2 separate regions of the Sus scrofa genome follow, and region 1 is linked to region 2. A link is a contact called in public Hi-C data. All regions are on one chromosome and are shown on one strand. Each heading gives the region's core, a stretch centred on a gene start, on an enhancer-like site or on the middle of the called end of the contact. The rest is flanking DNA. Distances are from core to core; before and after follow the strand shown.

The links. Hi-C and Micro-C count contacts between places; a contact is called where the count stands out from the background.
Region 1: a contact with region 2 is called in a Hi-C map of embryonic fibroblasts, with 2.5 times the contacts expected there. The contact joins the enhancer-like site here to the promoter of PXK in region 2. A contact is called at or near these places in 3 of 5 promoter capture datasets (fetal liver and liver), 21 of 47 Hi-C or Micro-C datasets (alveolar macrophages, blood, embryonic fibroblasts and 9 more) and 2 of 2 datasets of contacts at active chromatin or transcription factors (alveolar macrophages and skeletal muscle).

What each region holds. Positions count from the first base shown.
Region 1 is chr13:40,146,161-40,151,245 of Sscrofa11.1, reverse strand. It overlaps PXK (PX domain-containing protein kinase-like protein), which reads right to left. Exons shown (of 18, transcript XM_005669678.3): 17 at 3,202-3,261. Among named protein-coding and RNA genes, the nearest start is that of PDHB, 19 kb to the left of the region's middle. Within about 2 kb of position 3,650, at least 8 of the 83 cell types and tissues checked have an H3K27ac peak or open chromatin away from gene starts, as enhancers often do. A contact at or near this core is called in alveolar macrophages and embryonic fibroblasts, where this site is marked.
Region 2 is chr13:40,077,819-40,082,746 of Sscrofa11.1, reverse strand. It overlaps PXK (PX domain-containing protein kinase-like protein), which reads right to left and starts at 3,509. Exons shown (of 18, transcript XM_005669678.3): 1 at 2,917-3,509. The coding sequence starts at 3,018. It overlaps RPP14 (ribonuclease P protein subunit p14), which reads right to left. Exons shown (of 6, transcript XM_021069098.1): 6 at 4,568-4,928. It overlaps LOC100515579 (hydroxyacyl-thioester dehydratase type 2, mitochondrial), which reads right to left. Exons shown (of 5, transcript XM_021069097.1): 5 at 4,568-4,928.

The DNA of each region.
Region 1 (5,085 bases), core at 2,401-4,900, 68 kb before region 2:
CCAAGGTCCCAGAATCCTTGGGTGGTGACCCTCAAGTTTAGATTCCCCAAGCCTCCCAGATTAACTTGTGTTTGACATAACTACCTTTAGCAGGAATTCCTTTTTTTTTTTTCTTTTCTTTTTTTTAGGGCTGCATCTGCAGCATATGGAAGTTCCCAGGCTAGGGGTTGAATTGGAGCTGCAGCTTCCTGTCTGCACCACAGCCATAGCAACACTGGATCCAAGTCCCATCTGCGACCTACACTGCAGCTGTGGCAATGCCAGATCCTTAACCCACCGAGCGAGGCCAATGATCTCTCACGGACACTATGTCAGGTTCTTAACCCACTGATCCACAATGGGAACTCTAGGAATTCCTTTTTAATACTAGCCCTTAAAAATGAAGAATTTTTCTTCCTTTCTTGAGAAAACTGCATTTTATCAAAAAGCTGAAAGACATTATCCTTGACCTAGTTCTCAGATAAATCATAAATCTGGCCTAGAAGTAAAAGACATAAACTGGAGTAAGTGTGATTGCAGCAAAAAGATGGGCAGTGGGCAGAGAAGTGGAAAGAAAGATGAGCCCAATGAGAAGCCCAGCCTCCTGTCTTGGGGAGGAAGGACCAGTCTAAGCAGGGGCTGCCTGGCCAGAAGTTGCCACTCCTAGGTGGACAGCCTTGCCATTACCCACCAGAGACCTTGAGGGCAGAGCAGGTTCAAGCAAATCTACCCAGAAAGATTTAGCGAGCCTCTGCTATGGGTACACCTGATCCTAGCTCCCTGTTGCCTTGTACAGAAGTTCAAGATGTTGCTTGGTTGGTGGACTAGTTTTTTGGGTGGAGATTCCCTATTTAGGAAGGGAACTATTAAGAGAAAAAATTACTGTGTTTGGACCCGGAGGAAAGTGTTTGTTCAAATCGTATCTATCATTTTGGAGCTCCTGGGAGGTGCAGGCAATGTGACTCCACGCAGGCTGGGGTCTTGTTTGTTTGCTCATCTCTGGGGTCCAGGACTTAGCACAGTGCCAGGCACACGGTAGGCTCTCAATGAATGCATTTTGAGTAGATGAATCAATAAACTCACTGTGGGTAACCCATTTAGGGCCCAAAATGGTAAGTTGACATGCAAATGCTAGCTGTTTTGTTTTTGTTTTTGTTTTGCTTTTTAGGGCTGCACGTGCAGCATATGGAAGTTCCCAGGTAAGGGGTCAAATAGGAGCTATAAATGCCGGCCTACACCACAGCCACAGCAATTCGGGATTCGAGCCGCATCTGCAACATACACCAAAGCTCACAACAATGCCAGATCCTTAATCCACTGAGTGAGGCCAGGAATCGAGCCTGCATCCTCATGGATCCTAGTTAGGTTTATTAACTGCTGAGCCACAAAAGGAACTCCTAGCTGGTGTGTGTGCGTGTGCATGTGCGTGTGCGTGCTGTTTTAATTTTTAAGAGCTGCACTACAATAAATGCCCAGCAGAGGTCAGAAAACAGTCTCTGGGGCTGAGTCAATAATTTCAGCAACAAAATATTAAAGGAGATAAAGGAAAAGAGGGAGCCAGTATTTGCTGGGTACCACTCATCTCTGCCAGGCCTCGTGCCTGAGGCCTCACATGTTTCCCTGTGAATCCTTACAACTGTCCTTCAGGATAGAGAACTATCCCCCAGCTGCTCCCTCTCACCTCAGATGAAATTTTTTCTAACAATTACTCTAATTATGAAAGATTCCTCTTTTTCTTCTCATTCTAAAAGTTACCTCATCTCATGCAAACTTGCTACTGTTTGAAATACCTCCCACTGGGACCTCAGGTAAATTAGAGGATTCACGAAAACTAATCCCAATAGTCAGAGTTCCCCAAGGCATTTAAAACTGAGAAGTGGCAGGTAACTTCCTGGGACCACATGGAATGTACACAGTGAGGTACTCTGCACTGCCAGACAGACACCTTGTGTGTTAGAGTCTGTGGATTCTTCCTTAATTATGTCTAAGTGGTGTGAAATTAATATCCTATCTTCTAGAAAATGGCTCAACATCATCTGGGCAGTGGCTCTTGAGAAATTTCTAATCAGCCTATACAGGTCACCTCTACAAAAGATAGAGAAATCTATTTTCTGTCCTAATCAATATTTGGGGGCTTTCCTATAAAACCTGCTGGCAAAGTCAGACGGGAAACAGAATATTACCCCCAAGAGCCAGGTACTTTGCTATCAGAACAGGTCCTGGCCCCAGAACACTCCACAGAGAACCACTAGTAAGCAGCCTCAGCCAACAAGGAGACCCATCAGCTGGATGCAAGGCCTTCAGACCAGTCCCCTTACACATGTTTGTCGTTTGGGCGAAGGTAAGTTAGAAGCATCTGAGAGCAGTTAGTAATGCTCTTGGTAGCGCTTGGGCACCACTGCAAGCCTTAATGACTATGGTGTCATCTTCTCATAAATCAACCCCAGCCAAGGACTCTCCCTTCAGAGAGCAGCAGCAACTCCTTCAGGCACAGACAAAGGCTCCGAGCAGCAGAAGCAGCCCCTGAGACAGCCAGACATCTGGTTCACTTAAGAAGGGGAAGGAGGTACTGACACCCAGATGGGTTTTGATGGGGCTTGCAAAATGGTTAGGAGAGAGGTATTAGTTTAAAAAGGAAAGAAGTGGCATGAGGCCACTCTACAGAATTAGAGATTATTTTTATAATACTTTTTTACATTTTTTCAAACAAAACTTCTAGTATCTGATTCACAAAGGTGAAACAAAATATTCAGATGATTAAATACAGAGCACAAATTATTAGGAAATCAGAAGCTCGGTGGGGATTTCACTCCTATACCTGGGCATTTCACCCATTTTGCTCCGTGGCAAACCGACATTATGGCTGGGCTCCCTGAGGAGACAGTCCTGGCAGGACAGGGGCCCTGGTGGCAGCACGACTGTTTTGTTCAGCTGAACATGTACAAAGACAAGCTCAATCTAAGGAGCCCTGCATGTGGCTTTTCAGGAGAGAGAGCCAGCTGGAGTAGGGGTGCTGAGTGGCCCTGAAACCAACTATTCCTCTTCCCATGAAATCCAAGTTGGAAACCCAGACACTCTGCTCTCCCAAATGACACTGCTCATTTGCACTCACAAGGATTTCTCTGAAGTGTTTGGACCAAGATGAGAAAAGAAATATCTCCACCTCTCTCCCCGTTGGTGGAGAAGGGGAAGAAGGGAGGTCACTCTGCCTCCATCACTAACCTGCTGTAGAGGGTGGTGTTGGCGATGACGGGGATGTAAGAGGTGAGCTGGCCCCAGATCCTGCTAAGAGAAAACAAAGAAAAACCCTCATGGGGACCAAAGAAAGACACTTGGAATTTGGCCTGGACTGGGACCCACTACCATGACTCAGACCCACCACTGTCTGAGAATCTGCACTTGGCTTAGTCTGTAGGCCTTGTGGTAAAAGATGAGGTGGAACAGAGAATTCAGGGACTCGACCCAGTGACCACAGACTTCCAGCACAGTGCAGGGCTTCCTTCCCCAGGCCTCGTTGCATCCTGCTGCTCTCCACAGCCTGCCTGGTATGAAGCCAACTTTGCACAATCCAACGGCTTAAGCAATTGGGTGCAATACCTCTTAGGTTCAGGGACCCAACCCCTGACTTGGATAATGAATGACAAATGACCATGCCACCACAGTACAAGTGACAGAGGAGTGCAGAGCAGTCTGATGAAAGCCTCTCCAAAGGAAGCAAGAGTTCCCACTGCACCCACTCAGCAACAGTCTCTGCAAAAGGTCCGTTTTACCAGTTGGCACACTCAGTTAGACAAGATCAGCCTATTCAGTTTGTGGATTTCCCAGGCCTTTTCTTACCTGAAACTCAGTAAATATCCTTATTTACCTTAAAACAATGTGTATATTCCCACATGTTGCATGCTTTTTCTGGAACTAGTAAATGTGTTGCATTTCTTTTTTTTTTTTTTTAGGGCTACCCTATGACACAGCCACAGCAATGCCAGATCCAAGCCACATCTGCGACCTACACCATAGCTCATGGCCATGCTGGATCCTGAACCCACTAAGTGAGGCCAGGGGTCAAACCGGCATCCTCATGGATACTAGTTAGATTTGTTTCCACTGAGCCACGGTGGGAACTCCATGTGTTGTATTTCAAATATTCCCACATTCCCAGAATTTCATCCATTGCTCAGAAATCCCCAGAATACATCCTCCTGGCCTGACATGGAAGTAGCCCAATGAACAAACAGAATTTCTTACAAAAACCCCCTCCCTCACAAGGAAGTCCTATCAAAGGGTTATCAAGGCTCCTGGGAAGGCTGTGACCAGGCCATAAGAGGCCTTCCAGCACCAGCTCACCCACTATCCACAGGACATTTGGGGCATAGTATGGACACTGAGCACTGAGAGAAATGTCCCACTTAAACTGCATCTCCCTCCAAAGTATGCAATATTCTCTCACCTCTCTATAAAACATGAGAGTCTTTTTGCTGAAAAAAGAAGGTAAAATTCAACCCACCCTGATTTCATACAGCTTTATAGTGCTAACCCAGACTTTAAAGGGGAGAAGGTTTGAACTTGAGATTCCAGTGGGTCTGGTGATGACACATTTCTATCACTCTGTTTTTCTGAACTCTTTGAGGTGGTGTCTTGGAGTCCTTGGCATCCCATCTGGCTGCATCCGGCACAGAGCCTTGCAGGCAGACATAGCCTCAGGATGGTGAACACCAAGCCAGGCTTTCTCTGCTTTATAGAGAAGCAGATGATGGACAGAGTGTCTGCCAGTGTGACATGCTGGTTGGAGACATGCGTCTTAACCTAATGATGACAATGACTGGCCCACATCCATCCCACCAACCAGGGAGAAAACAGAGTTCCAATTCTGAAATGACCTGCCAGGCACTCTTCCTCTCCCAGCCTCCATCTCCAGGAACCTGCCCTGTCCTCACAGGGACCTCCGGCCTGGAGCCTCCCCTCCTTCTCTTCCTTGCTAGCTGCCCCCAAGCCCTTCTCTGACTTGACCCTCCAAGCAGTGGTGTTGGCATGACTATTACCCTCCTTCTGGAATCTATGATCTTCTCCCAACCCAACTCTTCTAACTTCAGCTCTACCCACACTGCCTCT
Region 2 (4,928 bases), core at 2,260-4,759:
AGAATCACCTATACCAGCCTGCACCTCCTGCCAGTTCCTCATCCCCAAATACCTTTCTGGTGGTGACCTTGTGTTCCCTTCATCCTTCTGGTATCTGTAATTTCCAATCCACAGAATTTTCCCCTCCCAAATCCATAAATCCTAAACCATATATAAAAAAATTTCTGTTACAAACTCTGATTCCTAAGGCTAAACAACCTTGATAAATGAAAGCAACCATGAACAGAAATTAGCTTACTTGCAAAAATAACACGTTAACGTGTTTACCCTTTGCATATATGTCACCAGAAAATAAAGAGATGGAAGAGAAATAAGGAGAATGCACTTTACAGATACTTCATAAAGGTCATTTCCTTTGATCATCATAACAACCTTGGGAGGCAGGCAGGGCAGGCACTTATTCCCATTTACAGAAGACAAACATAAATATCAAAATGGTTAAGTGACTTGCCCAAGACTCACAAGTGTCAGCCCAAATCCACATTAAGATCTTACCTCTCCCAAATGATGTCTACTATGTACCCTCAATGTAGGTTTCTGTGCTATAGCCAAGAAGCAAACCTCCTAGAGATTCAGCATTTCAAAGGGAAGTCGGTTCTCTGACTTTTGGGATACCATCTCCCTTTAGCTAACAAGTCAGAAAGCCATCCTCAACCTTCCCAATAGAAAACACTGCCTTTTTCTCCTAACAACTACTTCCTTCCAAAAGTTTCCAACAGTTCCTGTTTTAAAGGGACTTACTCTTTAAGCACTAATTAATAGTCCAAAAAGTTTGCATCAGCATATGATTTTCTCTATAAAGTTCAGGGCTGATGCAATATTTCCCAGTCTCAGATTTTACAGCTAAAATGACAAGAACACAGAACAGTCAAAAATTACGCAAGACAATGTTGCATTTTTTTTTACTCAACCACATCTGCCTCTATGTGTCTCCTGTGAGTCATTGTCTTTTGTGTTCAGTCATCATTATAGGAACTCCTATTCTCTACCCTAAATTATTTTATTTCTTAAAGAAAACCCCGGCAATAAGAATGGAATCTTATTACATCTTTCACCACCTTGCTGAAGCACTGACCCCTTAATGTGGACCCTCAGATGTCATGTTACTCCAACTTTTATCACTACCATTTTACATACACAGAAAAAGCAACAAAGTCACAATTCATTTATTTATTCATTCAACAAATACATATGAAATCCTATCAGATGCCAGGAAGTGGGACCCAAAACTGAACAAAAAGTGTCCCTCCTCTCACAGCCTAATGAAGAGGAAAACTAAAGAATTACAGAACAAACGATCAAGGTTAAGGTGGAGGTAAGCACAGGCCTTGGGGCAATAGCCATCATGAAATGCTTTCTGGAAGAAGTGGCCTGTGAGCATTTATAAGCATCTCTCTGTATTGTTAGTACAAAACAAGTCTAAAGACTCAACCCTACTCCCTGAAAGGTTGTAAGATTTACTGGCCAACAGTCAAGTAAAAATCTAACTAAATAGCAGAATTTATTCTTGACCCCCTACCCTAAATTTCAACCCTTAACCCCTACTCCCTTAGGCATAAATTAGAGCGTTTAACAAATTCTGTTCTATGCAGTGCCCTCTCCAAGTCTGAGGAACAGCATTAAAGATATGCACAATGAAAGAAAATGCACATTTAAGAAAAAGATCATTTTCCTAACTGGAAATGAACACTGAACAACCCAAGTCCTACAAAGCGTGGCTGTCAGAAGAGGAAACTGAGGTTCAAAAAAGTCCCACTTAAACACAACAGAATAAAAGGTCTCTTTGAAGTCATCAGAACAGCTTGAGCAAAAAGAGAAACAGAAGGCTATTGTGGGGCTTTAGCCTCCAGATGATGAACCCCAAACACACTGCAATGGTAAACAAACAAGCCTCTGAGCCGGAATCTGATTTGGTGACCTAACAAAACATTACAATTTAAGGAATCTCTCTCTCCCCATTCATTATTTCCCAAAGTCCCACTGGCTGGCAGCTTCTGGGTTTTTTGGTTGTTGTTGTGTTTTCCTTTGTTTGTTTTTTGCTGGTTTCTTGGTTTATTGCTTGTAAATTATAAAGCATAGTGTAATTTTCAAAAAAAAAAAAAAAAGGGAGAGGCAAATGAAAACAACCATGGTTTTAAAGACCCATAAAAAACACTATATGTAACAGAAATGAACTCTGTGTTTACTATGAGGGCCTATTAACTCCTTTATGCTTCTCCAGCGATTTTAAACTCAAATGAATACTACCACTGCCTACTAAAGAGCAATTTACAGGAGGGAAGGAACACATCCAAACACCTGCCTCAGCAGGACCCCAAACTGCCTCCCACATCATCTCCCTGCGCCCCGGCCAAGGAGCCGACATGCAAATGTGGCTTCAGACCTCAGCCACTCCTCTATCCCAACAAGTATGCTCTGAAGTCATACTTCCATTTGGGCCGGCACACTCTCATCCCCACCACTCAGACGCCCAGCTGAAAGGAGGGAAACTCAGCGGCCCCGGTGAGGAGATGGCTGGCAGAGGGCAGACATGGATGAGAGGGTCCTGAATGGTTTTCTTTACTCCGCGGCCGCAGATGGACCTGGGAATCCAACACCTCTCCCAACTCTGACTTCCTTTCTAGGGCACCCCCCCGAGGCCGTCTCACTCCTTGCCTCCACCCCCCCCCCACCCGGGGAGGGGGTGCTGTGGTTCCCACCCTCGACCCCTACGGACTTAAGCGGTCGCCTGGGCCCCGGGAACCCTGACCCTGAAACAACACCACGCCAGAGCCCTCTCGGCCTGGGTCGCCGACCCCTGCCCTGATGCCCTCCTTGACGACCCTGCCCAGCCCGCTGCCGGCCGCCCGCAGCCCTCCTGCGGCCCGGGACCGCCCCAAGCCGCCCGTCCGCCCGCCCTCCCGGCGGGCCGCGCACCGTGTGGGACTGCAGGCTCTGGCTCGCCTCAATGGCTGCTGTCAGCGGCACCGTGTCGTCCAGCAGCACCTTGCCGGCCGGCGGCTTCTCCATGAAGGCCATCCCGGGACGCCCGTCCGCCACCGCCTTGGGACCAGGGGCAGGAACCAGAGGCGCCGACTCCCGCCGCCGCTGGGTTCCGCCGCCGCCGCCGCTGTCAACACGCGCCGCCCCACGCGCCGCCGCCGCCTGCCCGGCCCGCGGGGTCCTAGCGCCGACCTTCTCGCTCTGCCGTGGCTGTCAACACTGGCCGCCCTTCACGCCGCCGCCTCCTGCGAGGTCCTAGCGCCAAGCCGTCTCATTTGCCACTGCCCTGACTCGAGCCTCCAAACTCCACGCAGCCACACCACAGACCTGGTGCCCTTAGCACCGGGCCTCAGACCTCAGGACAATTCACCCTAAGCCATCACCTCCAGAGGTCCTCTGATCTGAAGGCACTTCATTTGGGGCCCTGCTATCCAGGAAGCCTTAGGCCCCAAGATCCCCAAACCTCTCAATGATGGGGATTGTGAGGGCTTTTCTCACTAAGCCCTCAGAATTGGGCCCCAGAGTTGGAGCCCTAAGACTCCACCCTCAGACCCAAAGCTCTTTGAACTGGAGACGCTAAAAACTGGGCATTGGTCCAAGGAACTTCCAGCCTCTATCCTTAGTCCCAGCTTAGCTCAGCCCATAAGGCCTTCGAACTTGAGAACCCTCAACCTCTGACTCGGGATGGTCAGTCCCACCGTACTGCCTTCCAGAACCTAACCCAGAGCCAGAGAATTCTGCAATCAATTTCTCAGCCCCAAATTTGCCCCCAGTCAGCCTGAACCCACGGCCACAATCCTGGCCCACCCATTGTGCTCTTAGGCCAGGATAATGGAGTTAGACTTGGAATAAGATCTAGGGCTCCAGGATTTACCAGCTGTGTGATCTTGAATAAGTTACCCAATCTCTGAGCCCCAGCTCCCCACCTGCAAAATAGATAATACTTACATGGAAAAGCTGGTATGAAGAAAGTAGGATGGGAAGGTGTTCAGCACATAATAAAACCTCAAAACAATATTAGTTTCTTTCTTCCCCTATAGTTCAAAGAATAGAAGTTTCTTACTCAAATTTATCTTCCCTAAATTTTTACATTTCAGACAAGAGAACAGAATTTCTTGGGAGTTCCCACTGTGGTGGGGCAGAAACATATCCAACTAGTATAGTATCCATGAGGATTCGGGTTCAGTCCCTGCCCTCGCTCAGTGGGTCAGGGACTGGTGTTGCTGTGACCTGTGGTGTAGATTGCAGGCACGGATCAGATGCCACAATGCTATGGCTGTGGCATAGGCCAGCAGCTGAGGCTCTTCTTGGTAACCCTACCACCACCACCACAATTTGGCAAAGGCTTAAACAGTATCTAATGGGTACCCTCACCAGATCTCAGGCTTAATGGGATTGTTGGGCAACTCCAAGTGGCCAAGAAGCCATGACAGATTGACTTAGGAGCAAAGGCTCAGAAGAGAGATATGAAAAGGGAAACATGGAACTTCATGATTAAGTCCTAAAGTAATTAGACCTCTTCGTGCATTCTGTGTTTGTCCCAGTGTGTTTAAAAGCAGCAGTCTATTAAAACTACATAACACTTAGGGAGAAATCAACTTTTTATTACCATTTAAGGCAAATGAGTTACCTCATTATCAGAATCACAGAAACCAAAATTCTACTTTAATCATTACTCCTATTATGTGGGCTAACCAAGACAAGACTCTTCCTGCATTCTGCTGGTAGGAGCATAACTTGGTCCAACCTTTCCAAAAGGCATTTATGTGTTCAACAATTATTCACTGCGTACTTAACCATGAAATAGGCCCAGTGCTAGGACCTGAGATTTGACAACACGTATCAAGGATTTTGAAAATGTTCTCACGCAGTAGTCTCACCTCTAGAAGAGTATCCTAAGGAAATAATCAAAAATCGGTGCAAATACATAGCACTCAAGCATAAAT